2 separate regions of the Ovis aries genome follow, and region 1 is linked to region 2. A link is a contact called in public Hi-C data. All regions are on one chromosome and are shown on one strand. The core of a region is the stretch at or near the end of the contact, and the rest is flanking DNA. Distances in the headings are between cores, read along the strand shown. Region 1 holds the start of APC (APC regulator of WNT signaling pathway). Region 2 holds the start of SRP19 (signal recognition particle 19).

Region 1 (4,723 bases), core at 727-3,226, 140 kb before region 2:
AATCACCAAACAAACCCATCTCAAAATCCAGTTTCTCTAGAAGGGAAGGGCATGAACTTTATGGTTGGCACCATCTCTTAATGTAGGACCTTAGGCAAGTGACTTAATCTCTCTCAAGTTTGCTATGTATAAAACTAAGGATAACTACCTAGCAAGGCTGTAGTGAGAATTAAGTATCTAGCTGAATGCAGGACACATAATAGGTGGTTCACTAAATTGAAGCCTTCCACCTCCCAGTCCTGCATATATATGCAAAATACAATCCTTGCCCACTACCCCGTCACCTCCTTTTCATCTCATTCTCTTCCTCTCTCTCTCTCTCTTTTGCCAAAGTTCTTATTTATAATCTAGCAAAGGGCATATAAACAGGAAATGACTTGAATTTATTCTTAAAAACCAGTGTAAAACAATGTAGTATACCACTGACTACTTAAGTGCTGACAAACTCGACATTCCTAAAAACAGCAAACACATATTGAGTGATCACTCATGCCAGGCATGGTGCTAGGCATGGAGTAAATGAAACGTCTTCCCTCCCTGGTGGAGTTCAGTTTAGTGAACTGAATGAAGAAGCAATGAATAGATAATTGAAAAATATGTTCAGTGCCCTAAAAGAAATGATCAGGTGCAATGATGGAGACTAATGAAAGGGTAGGTGGGATACTTAGTTTAGGAAGGATGGCCTTTCTGAGGTGACATTTAAACTGAAACCTGAAAGATGAGAAGCTAGATGTGTAAAGAACAAGAGCAAGTGCCTTCAAGACAGTGGAATCAGCATGTGCAGTGAGGCAGTCAGGAGCTAGAAGGGTTTGAGGAGTAGTTCTGGCAGTGTCAATAAGATAGAGGGGCCACCATGAAGTAAATCCAACTCTTATCATGGGCTCAATGCCCTACCTAAATTGCCCCTGTCCTCCCTGCCCCAACCTCATATCCTCCCCAGGTATCCATATCACCTATCCTTTCTCTCCTTTATGTGCTGGTCTCATTCCCACCTCAAGAATGAGAGGTTTGCTGCGTTTGCTGTTCTTCTGTCTAGAACGCTCTGCCCAGACGATTCTCATGAATGACTTCTGGCCCCTGTGGTCAGCCAGGCCTCAGATCAAGTGTCATCTCTGGAGAGAGATCGCTAAGTACCACCCCTCACCCAACATTAACTTTTGGTGTTTTTTTCTCTTCCCATCCCTCATCACTATCAAACGTTATTTTGTTGATTTTTAAAAGTGCTTTTTGTTTGTTTTATACTCTCCGCTAAAATATAAGTCCCATGAGTTTATTTTCCTTATCGCTATAACCTAGAATCATATCTAGAATATAAAGGAAACTCAAATATTACTTGTTGAATTTATGTTGAATGAAATAAAGCTTAAAGAGGTAACGCAAGATGTTAGAAAAGAACTGACCCAATTGTGTGAGCGAGGGCTTCCTGGAAGAGGTGTTTTCAGTTAAAATTGAAGGGGCAAGAGAGCGAAGGTGGCATGCAGGTGAAAACAAGAACTGTGGAAATCACTAGTTCATTCCCGTCCTTTTTCACTAGCTTGGTGGTGGTGGTGGTGGTGCTTTAGTCGCCAAGTCGTGTCCGACTCTCGCTTAGGAACACCTTTAGCGCTGGAGCCGCGTTTTACTAATCTTTCGCCAGCGCCTGTCCCGGGACCTGGCATATAGATAGGTTCTTTACACAATGACTGGCTCTGGGGTGCGCAGAAAGGTCTGTTAACTCGGCTGCAGTACACTTTGAGACTGGCCACTAAGTCTGGCAGCACCCGCGCAAGAGAGCAGAACGCGCCGCCGGAGCCGGGCTTGCCGGCGGCCCCCGCGCCTGCGCGTCACGGTGCCCTCTCGGCGCGGCTCGCGGAGCCGGCAGCCTCGGCGCGCGCCTGCGCAGTGCGGTCTTCCCGCCTCCGACAAGATGGCGGCGGCCGAGTAGCGCGGGGGCGGGGTGTGGCCGCCGGAAGCCCGGCCGCTGCCGGGGGGAGCCGAGGGCGAAGGCCCGGGCGCAGCGGGCCGAGGCGGGATGCTGTTCCCGGGAAGCGCCGCTGGCCACCGGTGAGGAAGGTCAAGCACGGAGCTGCCTTCCCGGGCCCCCAGCGCCCCCTATGTGCACCCCCCTCTGCTCGAGTGCGCTCGCCGCTTCGCCTGCTTCGGTGCCGCCCTGTGCCGTCGGGTCCCGGAGCTGCGGCGGCGGCAGGGGCTGTGTCCGGCAGGAGAGGAAGCGCCCGCGCTGCGCCCGTGCTTCTGTCCGCGGGGCGAGCGTCTGGCAGGTGGGTGAGGATGCAGGCTTCGGGGTCTCTTCTCTGGGCAGAGCTTTCTCGGCTCTGCCCCGCCGTGGCTCAGACCCCGGCGGCGCTCAGCCGGACCGCGCCGCTCCCTTGTCTCCGCGTCCCGCCCCCTCTCCGCGCCCCGCTCCAGGCCTCCGGCTGGCCCCTGGCTTTGCACGCCTCCATCCCCACCCAGGGGCCGGGGGGCGCGGCGCCGGCCGCCCCCCGCAGCCTTCCCTGGCTCCTGCAGGAGCGTCAGCCCTTGCGAGCGGTTTCTCCTTTGCGTTAGGTGGGTGGGCCGTCTGCCTGTTTAGTCACCTCCCCATCTTCTGGTTTCGACCTTCTTGCTTCCTTGAGAAGTCTCTTAACTGTATGGAAAGCTTATCCTGGCTTATAGACTGACAAAGAAAAGCTTGCTATCCAGACGCCAGTGGATTTTGTTCATCTTGTTGAGGGAATCCAGCCCCCAGGAGACTGGGATGGTTTGGGGAATTTGACCATCGAAGTCCTGCAAAGTTGAGGAATGGTGCCAGTGACGGCAAGTGATTCTTCATCTAAATTAATCCTTTTCTCACTACTTGGTCTCTAAACTTTGTTGGGGGGGGGGGGGCGGGGGAACATATGTATGCTAGATCAGGGAAAGAATTGAGAAGTGGTCCTGTTTTAAAAGAAGGCTTTATGAAGGTAAGAAATGTAATAGCCCAAGAAGGGATAAGTGATTTTAGTGATTATTTTGTTCACTGTTAGCCTAAATTGTCCACTGAAGCTTCAAAATCTTGTGTTGTCCGAGCCCTTTGTTTTATTTGGAAAGGACTAAAATGGAGAAAACGCTTTTTAAACTTGAAACTTCTCAAATTTCTTGGATTCTCAATTGTTATTAGTACTACTTGACGATCCTTACTGTACTTGATGTTTTCTGCAAAATTTAGGTTGTCCCAGTATCGTTTCTTCTTCGTTACTAGGGCAAGAGTAGTCAGAATTAATGGTGTAAAAAGTGCAAACTGAAGGGGGGATGTAGTAGTGGAGGAAGTTGCCATGTCTGATTTTTCCCATTTTTTTCCTGTAATTGGATAAAGTGTCAAGAGCAGCAGAATGGTAAAAAATGAGATTATGAATATAAATGATAGCTTGTCCCTTGAGATTGCAATGGGTGGACCTTTTAAAATTTAATTGAGTGATATCCTTTTTTTGAAGCCATGCTAGGTGCTCTCCAGAGTTACTAAAGCACAAACTGTTGTTGCCTTATTGGAATTCCATGCTAAAAATCTTTAACAGGTGGGTTACAATTGGCCTGACAGATTTAACTTTTCCTTCTACCTCCTGACACACATCTGCCTTAACCTTTATTGTAGACGTTTGTCCTCTTGATGAATTTCTTAAATTTGGAGATAGAATTGTTCAATTTAAAAGGAGAGGAGATATTTTAAATGTGTGATTCCTGTGCGGGCAGATTCATCCACTTGTTTGTTGCTGTGCTGTGCTGAGTCGCTTCAGTCATGTCCGCCCCTTTGCGACCCTGTGGACAGCCGGCTCCTCTGTCCACGGGAGTTCTTCAGGCAAGAGTACTGGAGTGGGTTGCCATTTCCTCCTCCACAGGGTATTCCTGATGCAGGGATCGGACCCACATCTCTCATGTCTCCTGCACTGGCAGGTGGGGTCTTTACCACTAGCGCCACCAGGGAAGGCTGTTTCCTGCACCCAAGGACTGCGTGTTTTTAGAGGTGATGCTCTCTCAATTCTGTGCTTTTAGCTGAGCCCTAGTCAGTAGCTCATTGCCTGAGGCATTGTGTCAAGACCTGTCTGACCACAAACAATCAACTCTTCCACACTTCTGGAACCTGTTTTCTCTCTCTCTTCCCCTCTTCCTCCCTTTGGGAACCCTCCCATCTTGGTGTCTCTATTCATTCAATTTGCTAGCCTACTGCTCTTTTCATTTGCCTCCCCTTGTCAGCAGGGTCCCAGGGCCATCATTTTTTACCAGCCTGTCATTGATACCTTAGAATAGTTAACTTTATGTCAGTTTCTCTTTCTAGTGACCAGTTCTGAACAGGCCTCATTTTTGATCCCTGAAGGATACAAGAGACAGTTGTGTGAGGATTTTGGTTTGTTGTCATACGAATTAGTGTTCTGTTATCCCAGGTCTTTAATGTCGGTTGTGTGGTGGTTTTTTTTTTTTTTTTTGATCTTACTTCATGAAAGCTTTTATAGCAAATAACTTTATCTTTTCCTTTCCTGAGAAAAATCTCAAACATCTGAGGTATAATCTTTTCTATCCTGATATCGTTTCTTTCAGTTCAGTTCAGTTGCTCAGTCGTGTCCAACTCTTTGCGACCCCATGAATCGCAGCACGCCAGGCCTCCCTTTCCATCACCAACTCCCAGAGTTCACTCAGTCTCACGTCCATTGAGTCAGTGATGCCATCCAGCCATCTCATCCTGGGTCGTCCCCTTCTCCACCTGCCTCCAGTC
Region 2 (4,661 bases), core at 669-3,168:
CATAGATGTGCTTAAGAGAGGCAAGAACTCGGGGTTTGGGGGTACCCAGGAATGGGGGCTTGAGCAGAGATGTGAGCACAAGAGGAGAGACAGAACAGAAAAAATGGCAGGAAGCCAGGGTCCTATGAAAACCCTGGTGATGCGACAGGCAATGGTTTTAGAAATAGAGACGTACACTACTTCAGTTGAAATTAAGTTCTTAAAAATAAAATCTTTGTTCAGTAATAATGTATTCACTTAATTTTCAGAATCTTTTTAATGATTGCAGTTATCTTCACCATCACTTTATATAAATTATTAAAGTATTTGAATTTACTTACATTACATGTAAGTGTTCACTGTTTCCTCTTTATTGCATAGCAGAAACACTTTCTTCTTTATGTTAATATAATTTGGTTTGGCAGGAATATGTCCTTATATAGTGTGTGTTTGTTTGTTTTCCAGAAAAGCTAGATTGTGAATATACTTTCTCAATCCTTGCTTGCTTAAAATTGTTTTTCTTTTGCCCTCACACAAAGGATAATTTGAGTCACAACTTTAGTCACAACTCATTTTCTTCAAAACTCTTCTAATGTTTACTGTGGCTAAAAAGTTCAGATATAAGGCTGAGTTCTGTTTCCCCTATAGAAAACTTATTTCCTGCCTGGTGTTCTTTGGGTTTTGTTTTTAATCTTTGAAATAAAGCAATTTTACTAGCATAAACCCAGCTGTCTTTTTTTCCACAGCCCTTTTAATCCTGAGTCTTTTCAATCTTGAGTCTTCAGTTCATTGAATGTTCTCACCTTACTCTTTACAAACCAACCAGATCTACCAAAACACTGCTCTCCATTAGACACCAGCCAGAAGCTTGGTGGTGCCTAAGCGAGAGGCACCATACTGGGTGCCATCCTGTCAGTTCTTGGTGTCCAAGAGCTGCACTCTGTCCCTACACAAGTGGGAAGAACCCTTGTCCTCCACTTCGGGATTTAGTGTAACACTTCCCCTCAGAGTACCAAAGCAGTACTGCTTGTGTTCAAATGCCTGAAAGGATTTGTAGAGAAACAGTTTCACTAAAAATTTTACTTAGAGTCTACCCTCCCACACCAAGATAAAGATCTGAAGAATACTGAAAGTGAAAGTGAAGTCGCTCAGTCGTGTCCGACTCTTTGCACCCCCCATGGACTGTAGCCTACCGGGCTTCTCCATCCGTGGGATTTTCCAGGCAAGAATATTGGAGTGGGTTGCCATTTCCTTCTCCACAGGATCTTCCTGACCCAGGGATTGAACCCGGGTCTCCTGCATTGTAAGCAGATGCTTTACTGTCTAAGCGACCAGGGGAGTGGGTTGCTATTTCCTACTCCAGGGGATCAATCATCCAAGCCATGTGCAAGGAGATTCTTTACCAGTGAGTTTAATTTTAGGGTAGAGACTCTGGAAAGTGTATAGTCGAATTCCTAACATTTACACGGAACACTGAAACAGTGCCAGTAATTTTGCTAGTTCCACCACTATAAAAATCCACTTTTGCCAAGTTGAAAGCAAGCTGCAGGGCCCAGGAGCGGTTAAAGATTAAACAAACAGGGCATTTCCTTGCCTACTCTAACAACTGGCTCAGAACTCACAGATAACCCGCGGTGTTGAGCCGTACTCTAAGGGTGAGAGAAACATGCACCACCCACACGCAAAAGGAAAGTAGCTTAAAAAAAGGTGGGGGGCGGGGGGGCGGGGCGTGAAAGCGTAAACCAATCGTAGCGACTGCGCAAGTGTTCCAAAGGCTGGTTTCTGCAAGCTCTCAGAAAGGAAGGAATTAGTCACGTTCGTGTGCCCTCTCGCGAGAGGAAGGGATTTCAACGCCACGTCAGGAACCAGAGAGCCCCGACGAGTGCACTTTCCGATGGGCGGGACTTCCGCCGGAAACGGGGTGGTCTGGGCCCTCTCAGAGGTCTCCGGCCGGCTTTTTTACCGGTAGGCCCGGACCGGGTGCTGTCTGGGCGTGGACGCTGTCTGGACCCGGGTGAAGATGGCTTGCGCCGCGGCGCGGTCCCCGGCCGACCAGGACAGGTGAGTCTGGAAAGAGGAGGCGATTTGGGGCAAGCCCGCCGGCTCTGCGCCTCCTTCCCCAACCCTAAGGAAGGCTCCTCAGAGGGCGTTAGGCCCTGGCCCTGTTCTCGGGCGTCTGTACCTCCCGGAGGCCGCTGTTCGCAGGACCCTAGAGTCCAACTTTACGTAGCTCGATGTTTTACCTGTACTTGAGACAGAGGATATTGGGAGCTCCGTGGGTGACGGGAAGTAGTCGTTAAGTGACAACTCTTTTCTTTCTGTCGTTGTCGTGTGAGAGCAGAGCCCGCCCTCAGAAGCTTTTGACAGGCTGTTGTGTGTAAATAAACAGTTCCGGTATTGTTTTCTTTTCTTTTTTTAAAAACGCTTTGTCTAGCAAGTGATTTTTTTTCATCTAAGGTAATAAGTTAAAGTTCGGTTTTTAAATAGAGGGGAGCATCACCGACTCGATGGACGTGAGTTGGAGCAGGCTCTGGGAGTTTTGATAGACGGGAAAGCCTGGCGTGCTGCGGTCCACGGGGTCGCAGAGTCGGACACGACTGAGCGAGTGAACTGAACTGAATAATTGTATAGGTGCACCGGCAATCTTGATGATGGTGAAAGAATGAATGAATTTGGGGAAATATTGCTCTGTTGATACCAGCTGGGCTTTTCCTGTGGCAGGTTCATTTGTATTTATCCTGCTTATTTAAATAACAAGAAGACCATCGCGGAGGGGCGGCGAATCCCCATAAGTAAGGTAAGCATGTTTTGCAACAAGGACCTGGGCAGGTTGTCCTGTTAGGCCACAAAGGCTTCTTTTACTCTGCTGCGTTGTTTGAGGCCCAAGGAGAACGAGCAGCCAACGACCAGGCTGCTTTTTAAGTGATTCTTCATGAGCCTTTGTTTGAAACAGTTTGGGGGTGGGGTGTTGTAGGGTTTGCACATTTTTTTCTTTTTTTAAACCAACGTTATGACAATCTTCTCCTTAATAAAGGAAACCAAAATTATGGCACTGTACAATATCGTCTCGAGAATGTAGTGGAGTTTTTTATTTTAAACAAGACTTGCAGAAAATTCAGATGTGCTGAGTTTTGCAGTTTTAGGCCCCTTATCATCATCATCATCCTTTTGACTTGGATTAAGTTACTCTAAAATTAACACTTTTTTAAAGTAGGTGTTTATAGTCTTAAAAGAAATGATTTCTCCCTTGTGCTGTTTCGATAGAAAAACCCAAGTTCTTAGTTGGCCTGGTGGCTTAAGTTTAGAAAGAGCCTAGAGCCAAGTGAAGGGATCGTTGTAACATTTTATTTTCACAATTAATGTTATATCCTGTTTTTTAAGGCTGATTTACATCTTGTAATCTAATGGATTTAAGGAACTTGGCCTAAAGCAATACATTATTTTTGTGTTATTTAATATCTCCCATTTTGCTGCTTAAATATATAAAGTCTGCTTTGCTGCTACAGCGTAAAGGAGAAGATGCCAAAGCACTAATTCAGAAAAATGCCTAACATCAAGCCACTTTGACAGAAGCCTCTGGTAGCAGGCGCTCAGATAATTTGGAGAATGATTGAATTACTTTTAACTTTATTGATAGCTTACATACAGAAACATACATAAATCTTAAGTGTTTTTCTTGATTAATTTTCATGAAGTGAGTACACATGGTTAACCAAGTATCCAAATCAAAAGAAAAAACGTTACTAGCACCCAGAAAGGTTCCTTTATGTCCCCGCCACCCCCCAGTCAGTGTCCCCTGCACATATAGTCAGAACAAAGGATGACCACTGTCCTGCCTTCCAATACCATAGATTACTATTGCTTGTTTTTTAATTTTATTTAAATGGCATCACACACTATGTGCTTTTATGTCTGTCTTACTTCAGTGAATGTTAAGCTTATGAGGTTTACCTGCACTTTTGAGTATAGTTTGTTAAATCTCATCTCTCTGTCGTAGGGTTTCCCAACAGCAGCACTGTTGACATTTTGAGCCAGATAGTTCAAGGTTGTGAGTGCTGTCCTGTGCTGTCTGGGTCACTTAGCAGCTTCCTTGGCATCTGCCCACTGGAAGCCAGTGCCCTACCCAACCCTAGTTGTGATGATCAAAAATGTCTCCAAGCACTGATAAGTGTCAGGGTGCAAGATTACCTTGATGAAAACTACTGCTCTGTAGTATTGCATTGTGTGAATGTACCACAGTCCATTTTACTATTGACAGATGGTTGGGTTGTTTCTAGTTTGAGGCTGTTATAAATAGTGCTTCTTGATATTCTCTGTTTTGTATTTTTTTTTGGGGGGGGGGAGGTATATACCTTGCAGTGGAATTGCATGGCCATAAAGAATGCATTTATTTTATTTTACTTCCATAGATTCTGCCAAACAATTTTCTAAAGTTGTTGTATCTGTAATAGTTGTTTAACCAATATTCATTGAACACTACTATATTCCAAGCATTATGCCAGATGAATATATTGATAAATAAAGCAGTCCTTACCCTTGTGAAGTTTATGTTCTCATGGAAGGGAAATCAACACAAAAGTCTGAATATGTGAGTCCCAAGAATTTAAAAATTACAGTTGAAACAACTGTACCTAGTTTGTTCTTTGGTTTTCTTTAAAGGAAACCAAGGGTCTTGGTATGTG

What was found. A called contact is a pair of places that touch in the nucleus more often than the background predicts.
Region 1: a Hi-C map of liver shows a contact between it and region 2, with 4 times the contacts expected there. The contact joins the promoter of APC here to the promoter of SRP19 in region 2. A contact is called at or near these places in 2 of 16 Hi-C or Micro-C datasets (liver and skin fibroblasts).

What each region holds. Positions count from the first base shown.
Region 1 is chr7:1,234,539-1,239,261 of ARS-UI_Ramb_v3.0, reverse strand. It overlaps APC (APC regulator of WNT signaling pathway), which reads left to right and starts at 1,976. Exons shown (of 15, transcript XM_060418711.1): 1 at 1,976-2,258. The coding sequence starts at 2,094.
Region 2 is chr7:1,094,316-1,098,976 of ARS-UI_Ramb_v3.0, reverse strand. SRP19 (signal recognition particle 19) reads left to right here and starts at 1,918. Exons shown (of 4, transcript XM_012180613.4): 1 at 1,918-2,040. The coding sequence starts at 2,000.